2 separate regions of the Acanthopagrus latus genome follow, and region 2 is linked to region 1. Evidence: chromatin contacts called from public Hi-C data. All regions are on one chromosome and are shown on one strand. Each heading gives the region's core, a stretch centred on a gene start, on an enhancer-like site or on the middle of the called end of the contact. The rest is flanking DNA. Distances are from core to core; before and after follow the strand shown.

Region 1 (4,827 bases), core at 1,106-3,605:
CTGAATTAAAAGACATTCCTGCATATCATGTGGCTAAACTACGGCTTGAGGCATGGGGTCTTCAGGCTGTCTGAGGGTCTGGAGCCCTGCCTGCTTTGCCTGGTTGGTGATCTAACGTTAAGTAGGATCAGCTTGTTGTTCGGATGTATCTTTCATTTGAGCTGAAAGAGAAAGAACACGTGACTATGAAATAGTCAACATTTCCATCGGCATTCTGGAGCTGATGGACAACCTTGTGTTTGGTAAATACAAACAGGGTCTCTTGTTTTTATTTTTCTGTTTTTTGTTGCTATTATTGTCATATCTTCATCTATGTCACTTCCCCTGTTTGCATTTCTTGAGCTGTCACCTCACTGGTTTCAGAACATGTTGTCAGAGGACTGCAGTTGAAAAATAGCTTGTAAATACACACAATGTGATTAGAAAATGTATAATGTTCCAGCTGCAGGATTATGATGACAGACAACATTTTAAGTTCTACAAGTACATCTGAAACTGTGAATATCCTTTGATAATAGATATTCATGTGTATTACACCAGCACAGAAATGTAAAAGGAGGATTATAAATTAAAATGTCTATGGATATTTAACTACTTTCTGACTTTATATGTAGAGAAATGTTTTGTATATATATGTATGTATGAAGCTTATATGATAGAGTGAAAATTCTCCCACTGAACAGCTGTATGTCAAACCACTGAAAGCTTGAACCCGAAGTCATTCTGACCCACAGTTACAATGAAAAAGAGGAATTCATACCAGCACAAACTGTATGATAAAGAACTAGATAAAAGCTCTGACTGTGTTTTTTTAAATTCTTTATTTGAATAAATGTTAACTTTGAACACACAGTAAAATGCATCTCTTTCATTCGCATTCTGTTGTATTTTAAAGTATTTCCACGTAAATGGAACAAGGTACTTTACAAGCTTTTTATTCTGAATTATCTCGACTAAGACTCCAGTTTTTCAACATAAGAATCTGACCTTGACTCACAGTGTAAGATTTTCCAATTTGTGCCTGACCGTGCGACAAGATGGCAAGAACAATAAGCCCCAAAAGTACCACCTGATCTAGATGATGTAATTGTAGATTTCCTGTTTATGAGATTTTTTTTTTTTTGCTTGCTTGATGGGAAACTCCATGGCAGAGTTCTAGTTGAGGAGTGTGTCATTCCATCCCAGAAATGTTTCACTCCTTCTCCCTCCCCTCCCTTACCGCTCCTCTCGTACCAGGAAGGAATGAAAGCAGGACAACTGAGGACAAGATTAACTGTTATCCTAAGCTAATGTTCATGTAGGTCACATGGTATGTTTTATATATAGGCTGGTTTTGTTGTTGTAGGGACTAAAAGCATGTCCTCCCCTACAGTCATGCTGGTAAAATCACGCGGTTCAACGAAAAAGGAACAACAGCTTACATGTTTCTGCAGGATATGAGTGAAGATTGGTGGTGTGTTTTCAGCGTGATCACCAGCACAAAAAGTGAAAACACTTCCAGAGGAAACACCTGTGCTTCCTCAACCTCCTACCCAGGGCCTTAATGTTTATGATGGCACAAGTTCCTGCTTACACTTGTTGAATGTTGTTAAATAGCCCTCTCAAATGACCTTCTTTCAAAGTTGGCATTAATGTATTTCTCTTACTGCGTGAAAATGTATGTGTTTATTTGCATACAGGGCGGGAAAGTAAGATCCACAGACACATAAATGTTTTAATTCATCAATTGATGGTTTTAATAATGCCACATTTTAGCACCCCTACTGCCTGTACAAAACACCTATTTCCCTCCAAGTATGAAATAGCAGAAAATGGAATACTCAAGTAAAGTATTTTGTACCTTCACATTGTACGCCTGACATGCTTTCAGCACATGAAAAATGAAGGATAACTGCAAACAAACAGCGGTCGAGAAAGGACAATGGAAACTGAAAACCACAAAGTACAATTGTTTTTATAAATGTATGTTTTATACTATCTTACATTATTATGCTGGACATACATGTGCACGTATGGGTGTAGATGCTTGCTTGTGTTGTACTGTGTGATTCTGTAAGCTAAAAAAGAAAGGAAATAAAGTTTCAATAGACTGTAAGTGAGTTACTTGAGTAAATGTACTTAGTTACATTCATCCACATGTAGGCCACAAATTTAAGCGTGCAGTTTGAAACAAGTTTTTCAAACAGCCTGTCCGCTTGGGTCCTAAAATGATAAGTAATACTGAAATACTGGCGAGTCAGTTCATAAAATAAAATAAAATGTGTTGTTTGAGCTATTTCCAAACATAAACCAACAAATAAATACATGATCAATGTATCATCTCCACCTGTGCTGTCTATACACTTTAGGCACTTTTGAAAGTGAACCCATCTTATCTAATAAAAACTGGCTCGTGCTTAATAAGAATAAAATAAAAACGACGCGAACCGCGCTTCATGATGACGTGTATTGATTAGATGCCGTAGGTCGCGCGGCGCGAAGCAGCCGTTGGTAAGTGGGTTTGTGTCAACGGTTTGTGGCAGCGTCCCTCTGTAAGAGGACTGGGAAACTACTAGTTTCTGACTTGTTTGCTGTCGCTTTGTAGGCGTTAGAGTGTCTCAGCTCAACAGCCCAGACGTTTCCAGTGGCTGTTACTGGCTGAAAACAGGAGGAGAGAGGACAGACAGAGCAGGAAGATGAGCACCGGAGCCGGAGCGGACATCGACTACAGCGGCTGGGATCACATCTATGTGTCAGACGATGAAGATGTAACCTGTCAGTACGTCGACACGCCGAGCCTGTTCAAAATGAGACACCGGGTCAGCAGTGAGACTTGTGGTAGCCGTGAAATGTGGAGTCTTAAATCCGGTTAGTTTTACTAGTTGAAGTGATTTAGTAACAGACTGACATCCGGAGGGGGGGTCGTTACACAAACATCTGTGACCCGGCAGATTCTCTGCCGCTCAAAGAGCTAGCAGCTTAGACTAGCAAGCTAACTCTACTGGCATAGCACTGTAAGGTAAATGGTGCTTTATAAGAAGAAGAAAAGGAAAGAAAGGGAAATACAAGCGACAGAGAACACATTTTATGAAACCAGTCAGAATTATGCGTGCAAGTGACAACCCGAAAAGGTTAAAAATAAGATAAAGTCAAAATAGTAAGTGAAAGTTTGTCAGTTGACTGTAGCTAGAAGGGGAAAGATACATGACAAGCAAGCTGTTGTAGGTTGAAATCAAGACAAACACGTTGTTAATTAATTCATTATCACGAGAAAACAATCTTTGTTATATGGAGATAAAGAAATAAATTAATTCGCTATCACAAGAAAACAACATTTGTTATATCGAGAAAACTAAATAAATTAATTTGTTATCATGAGAAAACAACTTTTGTTATATGGAGATAACGAGATAATAAGTCATTATTACGAGATAACAGTGTTTTAAAAAACTCCATGGCCGTTCTCGGGTTCCATACTGTCTCGATACGCATACATTGCAATGTTTTTGACCAAATAGGCTCTTTGATGCAACAATATTTTAGGGATGAATATTGACCCTTTCACACAGTGAAATAGTTGATAAATTATCGTCAATAATGTGGATATATAGTGGTTAAAGACAAGTATAAGAGCAAGTTGTAAGTTCAGAATATTACATCACTTTACTGTTATGCAGCCTTTAAAACCAGGAAAAACACAATTTATTACCTTTATGCCAAATCTAAGACGATACGTAGTCCCATATCTTGACAACGATATAATATCCCAGCCCTAATATTAAGTTTAGGACCATTCACCAGCTTCTTTCAGAATCCAGATCAAGTTTTCCGATCGCTAGCTTATGTAGTTTAAGCAACCTCAGAAATGGCCGCACAATAACAATACACTGCAGTCTATGCCTCTAAAAAGAAACCACCATCAAAATGCCACTCATAGTCACAAATAATGCTGAGAAAAGAGCCAAACTTCAGCAACAGTATAAATAGCGTCCCAGCACATAGTTCAAGGCATCGAATTAACTTACGCCGGAAGGTCCCTTTAATGTTGGATTTGGCCCAGACACTTGCGGTGGACCCAAGAGGCTGCTTCAGACATTTCTTCTCACTGATCAAGGTGTGTAGCTAGCACTGCATGCTCAGGTGTTCCTTTTATCTGAGTAGTCACCTGCCATGGGGAATGTAACTTTTGTTGGTGTGTTTTGGGGAGTTTTAACTGTATCTATGACCTTGTCAGACTGCAGACAAACCGTACCTCGACATGTTGCTGAAGTTTGAGTTGCTGAAGGAACCACAGCTGTGCTCAGATTCGTATGGAGAGCACTATGAAGGAACTCAAAGAAGAAGAGACTGGGCCCTGGTGGTTTGGACCCTGTAGAGGCCTATGAATCTCTGCCAAAGGTAAATCATTCACACACACATGCAAGAGTATTGCAGTTGGAGGTTTGCCACAATGGTCAGCAGATGTTGTCTGATAAAATTGAATTATTGAAAAGTAGGTAACGAGAGCAAACAGATGAAGGATGAAAGTAGCAGCATGAAGTAACTTCAGTGGAGTGCAACAAACTGGTAGTGAACAAGAGTACTGTCAAACAGTAGTTTTGAAGATGGTAAAAAGTACGGGTGACACGATTTCGATTTTAAATCTAAATCGGCTGAAATTAAGTCACAATCTCGAACTTCGCATTAAAAAAGTGGGATCGTCGATGCTGTCACACACCCATGTCACGTCCAGTCAGCTTGCTAAGCAGAAAAAAACACACGTGCTGCGAATCAACCTCCTCTAACTTAGCTACAGCCAGCCAAGCATGGCGTTATACCATTCCTGTTCGGCTCCCGGACCGTGGTCGG
Region 2 (4,275 bases), core at 1,646-4,145, 520 kb before region 1:
AACCCTTGACCTCCATTACAAATCTCAGCTTTATAGATAAGACAGCTGTGGAGCTCTTTCTACAAAGTTTGGCGATGTCATGCAAATCCATTTAAAAGTTATGCACATTATGGATTTTGACCCATTTGTATAGAATAACTATTTGCTATGTAAAAGTATAGTGAAGTAAAGTCATGCTGAGCAGAGTGACATCACACTCCCTCGCAGTGTGTTATTGCTATTATTATTATCATTATTATTAGTAGTAGTATTGAACTTCTTTGTTTTGGAGCTGATCTGACTGCAGGTGAGCTCAGACCACCGGACCCGCCCCGTCTACAGACACAGCGAGGAAGGTTGTGTGTTTTGATTTATGTGCATCCTTTCACTTGCTTAATGTACTTACATCATCACTAGACATGGTGGAGGCAGACAGTGAGAGGGGAGGTGTGGCCAATACACTGTTCTTTTATTTGGTCTAACATGATGGTGCTGAACTGTGACCACTCATTTTGGCATTTCGGACCTTCAAAGTATGTTTACGGTTCTTGAGGAGTACTGCTGCATGTTAAAAAGTAGTATAAATCCATCTGAAGCTCCAAAAGAAGACGCATGTAATCTGATAAATTATCACATTTCAAATTTTGCACTGCAGGTTGCAGTTAGAGGTTGCAGACAGTAACGCCTCACATTTCCCTCCCAAGAGTGCAGGAAAAACTAAGTGGGCTACAAACAACTCATGAGGTCCTCACTAGTCTCAGTCTTTGGTGTGTCCATTCTGGGCTACTGGCGGAGCAACAAGGCACGTGATTATGCAGGAATGAGAATAAAAACTCAATTTCTGTATATAAACTGAAATCCTGCACACTGGAGCTTTAACACAGCTCTGAAAGAACAACGTTCAAACCACGACTTTAGATTTGTCCCAAATCACCTAAAATAGCTCTAAATTTTTCCACCAGAGATCTCTTACTCTTCATTAAGATGCTGACACAAAAACCTGTTTTTTTTTTTTTTTTTGCACTTGAGCTGCTTCTGCTGCTGCCGCCTCACAAAATGCCTGTGTGTGCCCACACAGAGAGGCATGGGTGGTCCTCCAGTAATGATCACTGAATGTACTTCCAGCGCCGCGCCGCATGTGTGTGTTAACCCCAAAGGCCTTCGCTTCAATGAAACACAGGTCACAAGTCGCTGCCCCACAATGACCTCATTTAAACCAAGATTAACTGGCTTCTTCCACAATCCATCTCTCCTGGAATGCACACACACACACACACACACACACACACACACACACTATATGCCTGCATGCATTAAACCATAAAGACTGCACAGGGACACTACAGTTTGCTGTCAATAATCAGTCCCATGTGCAAAGGCACCGACCGACCGAGAGGCATCAAGACAAAGAGGCTTCATGTGGCCCACAGATCCACATTCAGCAGGACTGTCTGAGTCACACCTCCCTCTCTGCTGCCTGTTTTCTCTGCCTCTCCCCACCATGTTTTTTTTTTCCTCTTCTCTTTTGTCTCCTAAACAAATCCCTCCTCGTCTTTCTGCTCTTTTTTTCCTCCTCAGTCTATTCTGAGATAAAGAATGATGGATAACTGCAGACTGAAGCTGACCCTGGACCGGCAGCAGCCACAATGCAGGGGTAGAATTACTGCAGAAAAATGTTGAGCAAGGCAGGGACTGGCCAGAAAAGAGGGAGGGAGAGGGGGGAGAAAGTGAGAGCATGATAATGAAAAGCACATGGTTTGAGGAAAATGAAGTAACAGGGGTCTCTAATTCTCTTTTCTCTTCACACACACACAGACCAAATCCACGCAACAGCTGCACTGAATGTGAGCCCAGTTATGCAGTGACTTCATGTGAATACTGAATTATGATTATTTATTTCGCCCCCCTCCTCCTCCTCCTCCTCCTCCAGGCTCTGAGTGGCTGCAGCAGAGCCTCACCTTGCCTCGTGGACACGTTCTTCTCGTTGCCTGCAGTCAGCACGACCTGCGCGTGGCTGCGCTCCAGGCCGAACAGTTCGTCCTTCCCCACCCGGGTGCTTTTCCCAGACTTCATCGTGCCGGTGGGGCCCGTGGGCGCCAGGTAGCGGCCGTTGCAGTCGCGGAACGCCACCTTCCCGGAGAGGAACTCCAGCATGTAGCCGGTGTCCTTGTCCGTTTTCGTGGACAGGCTGCCGTCATTGCGCAGGAAGCGGTTGTCGGAGGTCTCCAGGTGGTAGCGCTGGTCCCGGTAGACCAGGGTCACAAGCGAGTCGAACCCCCAGGGAATATCCCGGTTTATTGACACCTCCTGCCGCTCGCCCTGCGCGCTCAGGTGGGCGTAGCGTTTGCGCGCGAAGCTGTACAGGTTGACCTGCGGGTGCACGGCCAGGTGCACGCTCCACTTCTCTGCCGGCGAGGCGGTTTGCGCAAAGCAGGTGATCCGGTCCTCGCTGCCGCCCAGGTACCGGCCGTGGGGCTCGGACTGCAGAGACCACCGCCCGTCCTCGTGCGCGGTGATGACGAAGCGGCAGTCCGTGCCGCGCGTCTCGCTCTCCGCGGTAACGTTGCCGTCTTTGTCCGTGGCGAGGTAGCGGCCCAGGTGGGAGAGCAGGAACACGACGCTGCCGTCCTCCCCGGTCTGCTCCAGGGTCCAGGTCTGCTTCTTCTTCAGGCTGCTGGCCGAGGCGTTGATTTTGAAGCCGAAAGTCTCCGCCGTCAGATACTTCCCCGCGCTGTTGATGAGCCCCAGAGGGATCCGCAGCAAGTCCCCGTCGGCGCCGTTTGCGGACATGATTGCAGTGTGTCAAGAGGAGGAAAGAAAAAAAAAAAAGATGCTCTGTGCTGCTCAGAGACGCGGGTGGACGGACGGAGAGGGAGTGGATGTGGGGGTGTCTGAGGGAGGGACAGAGAGAGAGCGAGAGAGAGAGAGAGAGAGAGAGAGCAGCTCTGACAGATGATGATGATGATGATGATGATGATGAGTGTCCCCTGACTGCAAATCCAGACTGGAGCTGCAGGAGTTGCAGGACTGGGACTTTTGTTCTGTTACAGCAAGAACACGCCCCAGATACAGGCAGAGGAGCTGAGAGGGAGATCACACACACACACACACACACACACACACACACACACACACACACACACACACGCAGAGCCAACACAACTAATAACTAATTTCCATCATAGCCCTATCTCCCCTCCCTCCTGTTCTCCCCCCTCTAATTGAGATCTGCTCGGCCTCAGTTCCACATGGATTGATCCATTCACCGGCTGACAGACCAGCGTTTGTCTCCACGGCTGCGTGTGGGTGTGATGGCTTGGCTATGAGGATACTGAGGGAAAGTTTATCAGGGGAAAGTGAGTGTTCCTGATGCGTGCACAGAGTCCTGACCTCAGCCCAATCCAGGGGCTTTTCAGATGAGCTAGAAGAGATGGAAACACACCGAACCACCCTCCCTCCGCCTCTTCTCCCTCCTCTGTCCACCTTTACTCGCCCCTGGTGGCATCTTGTCATGTCTTTCTCTCACAAACTCTACAGTACACTAATCACATCATATTTAAGCATTGCATTATAGGCCCTGGTAGTATAACACCTTGGAAGAAGCGTGTTGGATTTCTACCTGCAGCAGTGCAGGTGATGAAACAATAGAAACCAGCCGTCAACAGTTGGGTCTCTGTTGCTTCCTGACCTTGTGATTTCACCTGTTTCCGCCTGCTGGTCTGGTCTAGGCCTCCGCTGCCCTCTCCTGTCTGCACACCCACTTTTATCTGCACTGCAGACACTTACTGGCTGCGTGTTCATCTCCTCCTTACACCTAATACAATAATATTAGCAGAGCGAAGCAAATCCCCACGAGGAGCCAGTTTATCCAGCTAAGCCCTTTGAGCCATTCTGATGAATCTGATCATGATGAGTGTTGTACAAATCTGATTAGAGCGTTAAAGAGTCTTTACAAAGTTATCTGCCCCAGTGGAACAACACCAGTGGAGTGGTGCTCCACCAGTGATGGAATATAACTATGTACATTCACTCAACAACTGTACAAAAGCACAATTTTGAGATACTTGTACTTTAGTATCTCCATTGTTCTGCAATTTTATACTTTGACGTCCCTATTTTTTAGAGGCAGATATTGTATTTTTTACTCTATTACAGTTATGTGTTAACTTTAGTAGCTTGTAGAGTCCGACTGATAAAGGATCTTTAAGACCGATACGATAGAAATATTTGGTGATTTAAAAATCCGATACTCCGATATATCGGCTAATATATATATATATATATATATATGGTTAT

What was found. Hi-C and Micro-C count contacts between places; a contact is called where the count stands out from the background.
Region 2: a Hi-C map of muscle shows a contact between it and region 1, with 12 times the contacts expected there. The contact joins the promoter of LOC119029297 here to the promoter of cdc37 in region 1. A contact is called at or near these places in 3 of 4 Hi-C or Micro-C datasets (liver and muscle).

The regions. Positions count from the first base shown.
Region 1 is chr1:5,751,664-5,756,490 of fAcaLat1.1, reverse strand. It overlaps cdc37 (hsp90 co-chaperone Cdc37), which reads left to right and starts at 2,355. Exons shown (of 11, transcript XM_037093735.1): 1 at 2,355-2,490; 2 at 2,585-2,847; 3 at 4,214-4,377. The coding sequence starts at 4,361. All of the region lies in intron 4 of LOC119017275 (cell adhesion molecule 4-like), which reads left to right.
Region 2 is chr1:6,272,446-6,276,720 of fAcaLat1.1, reverse strand. It overlaps LOC119029297 (fascin-like), which reads right to left and starts at 2,895. Exons shown (of 5, transcript XM_037116036.1): 1 at 1,938-2,895. The coding sequence starts at 2,769.